Regions from separate parts of the Bicyclus anynana genome. Here region 1 is linked to region 2. A link is a contact called in public Hi-C data. All regions are on one chromosome and are shown on one strand. Each heading gives the region's core, a stretch centred on a gene start, on an enhancer-like site or on the middle of the called end of the contact. The rest is flanking DNA. Distances are from core to core; before and after follow the strand shown.

Region 1 (4,821 bases), core at 1,857-4,356, 58 kb after region 2:
CTCCCAAATAATTTTGATATGCCCCTCTAAGGCATGCTACGACACTGCCACGTATTAAATAACTGTCTGCCATATAAATTCATGGAATGTAATGAAATGACTACAGTGTCTTCAAGGATGAATGGGTTATATTGGAAATGTATCGGAGCGGCAAACAATCCAATCCTCCACACAGCTGACAGCTGGAACGTTCAATACGCATGAGATGAAAAGCTTTTCATTGTCCAATGGAAATTTGCGTAATCGTACCCAGATAGCGAACACGTATCTCTTTTATATCTCAATGTTTAAATTAGGATCCACTTATCATTTTAATCGCATAATATACAGTAGGATGCCGCGTAACACGCGCTAAGATTAAGTAGCTTTAGGTTGTTGCTATGCAAATAACTCGTGCTAGACCTGCAGTTTTAACTGTACAGTTTTGTTAAACAAACTACTAAGTCTACTACAAACGATGTTTTACTGACGAACGTACAACAAAACTTAACCGTGACAATTTGTAGAATACATCCGTAACCATATTTCATACCTACTGTATTTTTTTCCGACTACTCTCGATAAATCCTACTAATATTATAAACGCGAATGTTTGTATTGATTTTTGTTACTCTAACGCCGCTACTACTGAAGCGATTTGGCTGAAATTTGGAATGGATAAATAGATTTTACTCTGGATTAACACATAGGCTTGACTTGTTATCCCGAAAAAATCCAATTCCCGAGATTTGCAAAAATCTGATGATTTTGAGAGTATGAATGTTTGTATACTCTTTCAAGCCTCGGCTACTGAACCGAAACACCTGAAATTTGAAGTAGAGACAGATTTTAGTCTAGATACATAGGCTACTTTTCATCCCGGAAAATTTCCCGCGGGATTTGTGAAATCCTGAATTCCACGCGGACGGAGTCTTGGGCGTCCGCTAGTTCTAAATAAATTCTAATTTCCGTATTACATTAATACATTACATAATTACTACACATAGATAAACTAGAAGCTTAATTTATTTGTAAATTAAACCTTGATATAAATGATTTTTCATTGATTAACACACAAAGTTATCTTACCACCCCACAAGTCTCATTAGATTAATAGAAGAAAATGCACAAGTACTTACTATGAGCCCATATTGGACTCACAGACTCGTGAGGAGAAACTGGCGTGAGCCCGCGTTGCCTCACACTTACTGTACTGTGAACGTGTTAAGTTATAGTGATTTTTTTTTATTCTCCAGGTGGTAGCGCGTCGTTCAGACCTGAAGCTCATAGTGACGTCGGCGACGATGGACTCGTCCAAGTTCTCCACATTCTTCGGCAACGTGCCCACCTTCACCATCCCCGGGCGGACCTTCCCCGTCGAGACATTCTTCGCTAAGAACGTCTGCGAGGACTATGTAGATGGCGCTGTCAAACAAGTAAGTCGAAACTCAAACTTTGAGAACTGTCAATAGTTTCTCCATTTCCATTTAACCAAAGACACCGTAAGCTGTAGCATCCCTGTGTGGTTGATATTGATTGAATGTCTTACCGGATATAACATTTTTCATGTACGTTTCTTTATTATTGGAAGTGACTTTATCTTTTTATTAACAAGTAAAAGACAGCTTCCGCTGCGCACCTTGTAGCTTGAGGCTCAAGTCTCGAGAACTTCACAATGCGGCCCAATGCGGATTGGCAGACTTCACACACGTAGAGAATTAAGAAAAATGCAGGTTTCCTCACGATGTTTTTCCTTCACCATTTAAGACTCGTGATAATTAATTTCTTAAAATGTACATAACTGCAAAGTTGGAGCATCCCCGGACCGGATTCGAACCTATGCCCTCCGGAATCTCAACAGAATCCATAATCAAAACAGATATTTACAAAGAAAAATTGGGAACACAAGTTGTTATACAACTTGCTATACCCTATTTTCTCTGCTACTCCGCAGTTTATAAATGTCGCATAAACTGCATAAAAACAAATAAAACACCAATAACGTTAGTCACGTTGCATTACATCCAAGATACGAGATCTAACGCCTCTAAATATAACCGCAATTAAATGCAAATCTATAACTGACCGAGTCTTGTCCCACGTAAGCTCACTTTGAAGTCCTTGGATCTAAATGTCATAGAAATAAGTGCGATAATTGCATATCATAAATAGATAATGTAGTACAAGAACTTATGGAGGGAATAAGTGATGCGTAAATGCATTCTACGAATCACAGATCGATAACCTTGTAGACAAACCATCCGTATCTAATTGTTTCTGTTTTGCTCATATTTTTTTATTTTGCTATAAAAATAAAAAAAAGTTTGCTAGTCAGTTTCTTTAATTTAAGATTAAATCCTTAGATTTACGTCACTCAGTCCTTAATTTCTGAAGCACTGTTCTCCTAGTTCTTGGTATCATATTTTTTCCCTTTAAGTCGTCCTTATTAGGTTTACAGTATTGACGTTTAGTTGATAATTGTTAAAATATTGATTTAACACCTACCTACAGATAGAGCTAATAGTCTTACCTTACCTGTGGTGCTAACATGCTACCAGTGAAGAGAAATATAGACTAAACGTCCAATGAAAGATACATTCGCTTATAACTTATACAATATGCTGTGGTAACCAAACAGTGAAAGACGTATAATCAAATTCCAAAGATCGAAGGTTATCGCGTAAGTTTTGTCACTTTCTTACTTTATGTCAAGTGACAAGGAAAACATTTGACATATCTGACACTTATTAGAAGGTGATTGAGCCGTGATAGCCCAATGGATATGACCTCTGCCTCCGATTCCGGAGGGTGTGGGCTCGAATCCGGTCCGGGGCATGCACCTCCAAATTTTCAGATGCCTTAAACGGTGAAGGAAAACATCGTGAGGAAACCTGCATATCAGAGAATTTCCTTAATTCTCTGCGTGTGTGGGCCAGCGTGGTGGACTATTTATTGGCTTAACCCCTCTCATTCTGAGAGGAGACTCGAGCTCAGCAGTGAGCCGAATATGGGTTGATAACGACGATTAGAAAATGGTGGCAAAACCGGCCTTCAATCTCTTAGACTATCAGGAATGTAGACAGTGCATTTTGCAAGTCTAGCCCGCAGTGTCAATGAACTGCTGGCCCGAGGCGGTTCGCACTTTCATAATGCTTTACAAGTTTTGCTGGCTGTAGAGTGGGCTGACCGCTGCGATGTATTATAACGTAACTAATTAATATTTCTTGTATATGATGCAAACTAGCATATGTTTTCTGTGGTACAAGATGAAATTATATAAAACTAAAGAACGAAGAAAAGGCTAAAGGAGGCCTATGCCAACAGGCATTCAGAAGTAATATAATATAATATTATCATAATAATATAAGAAACCTAAATACGTAACTTAACGTAATTTTTTTTCACTAATAGACTTTGAGAAATTGCGTGATTCATGAGGAACATTTAAGTATATAATACTTATCAAAGTTTTCTGTAAATTGGTTAAAATATGACAATAATTTCTTGGAGTGCCGGTACAAAACTAGAAGCCTGGGATTTATTTTGATGATGCTGCCTAAAATGTTTGAGATGTAGTAAAACATGGACGAATATTCCGCTTTTATATAGGGCTCCACGCGGGCCTCGTTTTCCTCGTTTACAAGAAATCATGTCTCCAGTCACCAATTAGGTACTTACCTTCGGACCTTTAAAAACATTCTTCTTCTTCTCAGAGTGCCTCTCCATTACTGAAGGTCAGCGGTCAGCTTTCTAAACTGTTCCTTGTCTATGGCTAGGCGGAAAAGTTCTTCGTCTGTCTTTATGCCAGTCCACTCCGTTATGTTTCGCAGCCAGGACTTCTTCCTACTCCTCTTTTGCCTACTCCTCTTTTGCCTGCAATCTTGCCCATCATAATAGATTGAAGCAAACGGTATCTATCGTGTCGCAAAATATGCCCTAGGTACGAAATCTTCTGCTGCTTAATTTTACATTAAACACTTTACTGTAGTTCAAACTTTTCTAGTTTCTAGCGTTTTTTTAGTTTCTAGCTTAGTGTTGCCACAAAACTAACTCTCTTGCGCCAGGGGAGACGAATATCTTAGCATTCTATGGATTCCTGACAGAGCGAAAACTCCCAGCAGAGCCGTGGACTTGTGACCAATGGACGTAGGATTAAGGAATTCCCGTAGACAATATATGAAAATGCGTTTATACTAGTACAGTTGAGGATCCCTTAGAACTTGCTATCTCCCACGTTCCAAACCCCATAATTGACTTCCATACTTACCTATGGTAAGTTATGATGGATGAGCGTAGCGAATGATTTGGCTTTTCTAAAATAATGATAATTTTGCCATCACAGACTGACTTTTTATTTTGCTTTATTTTTAGTTTTTCTGTGTGATCTGCTTTTTTAATAAATTTTCTTCTTTTCATTATGGAAACCAATAAAGTACTTCACTACTTGAAAATGAAGACGTATATTTGCAAATAACATTGTATCATGCAATTCACTAATGGATCCAATGTTGAAAACATTGCCATTTACTTTATTACTTCGCTGGACTGTTGTGTTTTATATGTCTAGTGTATCTGTGTTAATTGTTTAATTTAATTACTGTTCTATTGGTATATACATTTACTCTACAGGGAGGTATAAATTATACTTAATTATAAAAATGTCATCCGGTGGTTATGATACAGTAGCTAGATGACATTTCTCAATTGATTTGATGTTTATTGTAATAGGTTTATAATAAAGACCTAAATAATGAATAGGCCAGCTAGCCCTAAAGTAGGCCGTCAAAATAGTCGACAACGATTATTATTAGGTATATACAAATATACAGTACGATAATCTCA
Region 2 (5,490 bases), core at 1,738-4,237:
GGTGAATCTTCTGATGTGCCCAGTTTTCAATGTCCTCTCAATGGAATTTGTGAAAGCGCTAATGCGACCGTCTATATCGATTGTTCGACATGACAAACAAGCATTGATACTAAGCGAAATTAAATGTTATAGAAATGATGGTTAAAATAAAATTATCTGAATTTAATATTCATACAACTTAAAGAATCGCTTTTTAAATAGATACTACTTCCCACACAAACATTAGAAAAATTGTGACATATTATTCACCTATTTAAAATGAGCCCATTTAATACAAGCGTTTACATAGCTCACCTTATTTCATCTATGTTGTGATGTTAAAAACAAGTCTTTAAGGCGTGTTTCCAAACCCATAAATGATGGTAAAGAAAAAACAAATTGAAAATAACGTTCACATTAAAGCGGATAGTATAATGAAAAAAAAACACAGACAAAAACATTGTAAAGACAAACTCGTAACATGCATTGGAAAAAAAAACAAAATACAGAAGCTCTAGAACCTTGAATAAAATAAAACGACGAGCACAACAAGACAGCCGATCGAACGATAACGGCGTTTGAAAACATAATTATAAAAATAGATATTGTAATACTTTACTTTATTCTAGATAATTCTTACACGTGTTACAGTTTGTTTACATTGAATTTTATTTAAGGCGAAATTAAACGGTTCTTTGTTAAAGATGGTAATAAATTAAAATGCTTAAATGTTTTAATTTATTTTTCCTGCTCCATATTAACAGTTTATTCTTCATGCTTAAACTGAACCGTTTAATTCCATCTTACAGCTCTTGTATTGCTCTAAATGTTTTCCAGTTTTCATATTTACTAACTATCCTGTTATAAAAATTTACCTGTCTCATGCGAGCTTCTTGCGGAGTTTCCCCATATCGGCACCAGTGCACGAAATGCAGTGTATTATGCCAGTTTCTTTCGAATCTGGATTTTGTTGCCATCTCGAGCTGCAATCAGTAGAAGCTCCTTAGTAGGTGTCCCCACTGTTCACTTTCCGAAAAACGAAAGCCCCGTTGAGGCTATCTGAAATGAGAGGTTTCCAATTCTGACGTCTATCCTACATAGGAAATGAAGAATTCAAAGTGGAACAAAAACCTTTTAAGGTCAAGTGGAACAAGATTTAATTGAAAATAGGCCCAAATAAAGAGCTAATTTGTTATGCTAAAGATGTAATGCAATAAGAGAATGTAAAAGACTGCGTCGTTCAAACAAAAATTAAGATGTTATTTTATAAAAAAGAAAGAGATAAATTTTGACAAGTTTTACAAATGTTCACAAAACTATAATATCTATCTGGGTTATGACTTTATTGGCAATCTTTCGCAAAACCGTAATGCATGTAGCGTGTCAAAACATTGTTAGAAGGCCGTGTTATGCAATTGCTATTGAAACATTTGACGTCGATAAATTATACGTACGATTTACTTACAACACTATCTCGTCTACTACGCTCGTAATCTTTAGTTAATTCATTCTTTGCATTACTTCCTGATCAAGATTTAGATAAGGCAATGATTTATCCAACAACTATATCAGGGATATGTGCGAATTGGAAACTTGTGCCTCGTGCTTTGGTTTTTGGATGTACCTTTGCTCTGATGTCCTTTTCGCTGTTAGGGGTTTCCTGCTTGTCGTCTACGTTGTTGATTCGTATGACGGAGTCTTTCTTCCAGAAGGCACTCAAGGTTGTCTTGATGATACGTTTGCGCACACCCTTTTGCTGGACCGTGTACACCTCTATCTGTTCCGGGTTTTTTGTTTTTTCTGCAACGCGAAACACATGTTGTTATGTTCGTTGGAAACACGAATGCAAAACGTATTAGGAAGTCGAATGAACGACGCTCGAGAATTCAGGAAACCATTTATACTAATGCTGTCGCATTCATAAATATTAATTCGTATGAAAACTTTTAGCTATGTCAACACGAAAATACTCGCAGTATTTACTGGGGACTATTTATAGCGAAGAAAGTTGCCTTGTTTTAAACACGGCAAGGCCAAACTATTTATATTTAATTTGCAGATAAGAAGTATCTTAATAACCTAGGCATCTATTTATAGCTCAATCACAATTCATTGCTATGAGCGATGTCTCGTAAGTAGTAACACTTCAATTCAACACGTACAATATGGTTGATTTTGTGGCCAATTTGTTCAAAGTTAACATAGACGTCATAGAGGATATCGCAATTAATTTATTATTCATAAGTACACAGTGACGCGGATGAGCATGCTTTACGGTGTGTTTAATAAATTATTTACAAATCAAATCTTGTCGTTCTCGTTACGATGCCGCACGACCGCTACCAAAGTTATTCACAATCACATTCGCTTCAGTGCTACACCACGCCTCCGTGCGTACTAACGTCATCGACCATCGCCTATTTCTCGATGCAACGAATACGATACCTCAAGGTTATATTTAATTGAAATACCATTCGAGTTTAACATACCTTTACCCTTCTTCCACATGGCAATGGCGTACATATGGTAGTCAGGGGACAACGTCGAGTCCGGCGGCAGGGGGTCCTCCGCCCTAACCTCCAAAACGAATCCGGTCTCGAGGACGGCGCACAAAATATTCTGCTCATCATGCTTAAACCACTTCGACTCCCTCAACTTGTGTATGGCTACAGTGGAGCCGAATCGTGGCTTCTTCGGCGCGAACAAAGCTTGAGCCTGGCTTCCGAAGCGAGACAGCAGCCCCTTCACCGTCGGCGGCGGTGCTAAACTCTTCTCGGGCGGCTTGATCTGCTGGAAACTCCGGCAAGTCACAAACCTGGCTTCCATTGAACTCTGTCTTGAGCACGCGAGAGAATTCACAGCACTTGTTTGAGTTTAGGTTTGTACGGGCTCGGTTTACTCTCACTACCGAGAAATCGTTGCGATCGCACTTTCACAATCGGGGCCCGCGTGGCTTGGCGTCTGTACGAGCACAGAGCTACACGGCGGCTTCGGAGCGTAAGACGCGGCGCGCGTGGTGCACGATGTTTTATACGACCGCGGGGAGGCGCGGGCCGCGGGGGCCGGTGCCCGCTCTGCGCATCCAGTGAGGAGTCACGTACGATATTATTAAACTATCGATAACGTAAGAATTTCAGCCGACCCGGAAAAAATGTAGCGTATTTATTTTCTGTATCGTTGTGATAATAAGTGGATTAATATTTGGTTTTTCTCGTTCTTGAACAGTTTATCTTTCTAATCTCCAGTTTTGTTAGCTTCCTTGTTTAAAGAACGTTTGTTAATGGTTGTAGATTTCATTGTCATTAAGTTTCCAATATTGATTCAATAATGTGACTTCCATTTATGTATGAAATTTCCGTGACTTCCATTTGTTTATGAAATTTCTATTCCTGGATTATACGATTAGCACAATTTATCAGTCTATACTTTGTTTATGTTAATATTTATTTATGTTAATATTGAATACTAATCCGAATTGAAAAATATTATCAATCTATACATATGATTTTAAATTAAACCATCGTTTGTAACTACTGTACATTTTGATTGGCATGAATTTTTCTAACTGCTTCAACTATTGTCTTAGCCACATACTCAAAACCCTGTATTAGGTACTTGGTTAAGTTATTATATTGCCTCACAGTGGATAAACGCAGATTCTAAAAATAATGCTAGTTATCTATGGAAATACATATAGTAGTTTTAGTCACTCTCCAAAGCACGTCCGGTACTGCTAAATTATTACAATCACTCAGCAGATGATTTTCAAAGTTATAGTTACTTACCTTAATAAATTAATAGCACATTAGGATTAAAATCTACGACTCAAGCGTGGAAAAGGCTATAAAAGATGACTAAAAGAAAACAAAAGAAATATAATTTCTCAAGTGCTAGTCGGACTCGCCAACCGAGGTCTCCATACATAGATAAATAGTTCAGGAATCAAGATGCGCAGATTTTGCCGAGCTTTTCCTGAATTTAAGCCCCCTGTTTTGTAGATTTAATGACAAATTTTATAGTTTTGAGATTATTTTCTTGTACTAGTGGTCAATCATATTCCAATATAAGTTTTGATTTCCTTGAGTGTCGAAATATGCGTTTATTGCTGAGTAAAATATATATTTTTACGTACATTTAGAAGTTTTTTTTCCACAACTTCATGTGACCGTAGACCTAAATATACGAGATAAATTTCAACTTGATACCTCCACGTATTCCCGAAATAAAGGGCTTTGGCAAACAGGCAGATATAACAAAGTAATATTTGTTTTTACCTTTTGTTGTACGAAATCCTGAAAAGGCAAGACAATGCCGTGTTTCCTAAATCCAGCCTTATAAGTATCTCTACATGAGTGACGATAACATCGATATCGATATCGATGTAGCGCGCAACAAAGCACCGAGTGACCTCAGCCACAACTCGCAGCGCCGCGTCCCTCGGGCCGGCGCCAACCGGCAGGTATGTTGGCCTCACAGCAAAAAACCGTAACTTGTAATTGAACATTACTCGCACTAACTACAAACTTTGGCGTTGCTCGCTTTCAACCAATTACAAAAAAGGGTGTTCACTTTTTAATTTTATTTCATCACATAAGCTCGCCAACCCGCATTGCAGTGCGGTGGGTCTAAGCTCCATACACCGTCTCCTGTGTGCAGTGGCGTGCACTTCATATATGCAAGAATGCACTGCCTACCCTGCGGCGTCCTTACAAAACTGTGTATAAGAAGGGATTTTTCCATTTTGTGCAATCTATATTTTTTGTATAATGCTTACCCTAGTTAAAATCGTTAAAATAGGCTGATGATGATGATGATGACATAATATAGAAAATCTTTTCTGATGATTAATGACGATGCTATCTGATGATAGCAGATTAACTTGACAGAAGTACAGTTCATTTTACGTGATAAGCTAGGAACATTAAATGCTTCGATCACGTTTATTTCTTTGTTAATGAGCTTGTCCGCGAAAGTACGTAGGTATAACCAGACAACATCGATTTAAAAATAATCTGCCTACGAGTATTTCAAGCCATGGTGTTAGTAAAAAAAATATCATGACTTAGAATCATTCTATGTTATTGCAATAAAAAAACTTTGACCTTGCTCGCGAGATTGCTCTCGAGAATACGCCATGTGGATTCTTCGAGCAATTGTTATTCGTTAAAGTCGTTTCAGCCAGTTTCAGTGGTCTTATAACGAAAAGCTTCGATCAGAAGTTTTCGCTTTTGAATGTTGGATCAAGGGTAGGATACAGGAGGCAGTGATTTTTGATTTTATTATACCTTACCTTACCTTACCTTATCAGCCGGTAGACGTCCACTGCTGGACATAGGCCTCTTGCATGGACCTCCAAGCACAACGATCTCGAGCCGCCAGAATCCAGCGGCTCCCTGCAACCCGCTTGATATCCTCGGTCCACCTAGTGACCATAGTTCGGAGAGTCCACCATAGTTCGGAGAGCCGATGGACGTTGGGGTCCCAAGGTGCTGGAATGGCGACCCCGCACCG

Evidence for each region. Hi-C and Micro-C count contacts between places; a contact is called where the count stands out from the background.
Region 1: a Hi-C map of whole larva shows a contact between it and region 2, with 4 times the contacts expected there. The contact joins the enhancer-like site here to the promoter of LOC112049703 in region 2. A contact is called at or near these places in 2 of 2 Hi-C or Micro-C datasets (whole body and whole larva).

What each region holds. Positions count from the first base shown.
Region 1 is chr15:1,732,880-1,737,700 of ilBicAnyn1.1, forward strand. It overlaps LOC112049702 (pre-mRNA-splicing factor ATP-dependent RNA helicase PRP16), which reads left to right. Exons shown (of 21, transcript XM_024087704.2): 12 at 1,236-1,415. Among protein-coding and RNA genes, the nearest start is that of LOC112049708, 30 kb to the right of the region's middle. Within about 2 kb of position 3,107, at least 6 of the 8 cell types and tissues checked have open chromatin away from gene starts, as enhancers often do.
Region 2 is chr15:1,675,422-1,680,911 of ilBicAnyn1.1, forward strand. LOC112049703 reads right to left here and starts at 2,988. Exons shown (of 5, transcript XR_002887104.2): 1 at 2,469-2,988; 2 at 1,604-1,779; 3 at 855-962. The region is part of intron 11 of LOC112049702 (pre-mRNA-splicing factor ATP-dependent RNA helicase PRP16); the gene reads left to right.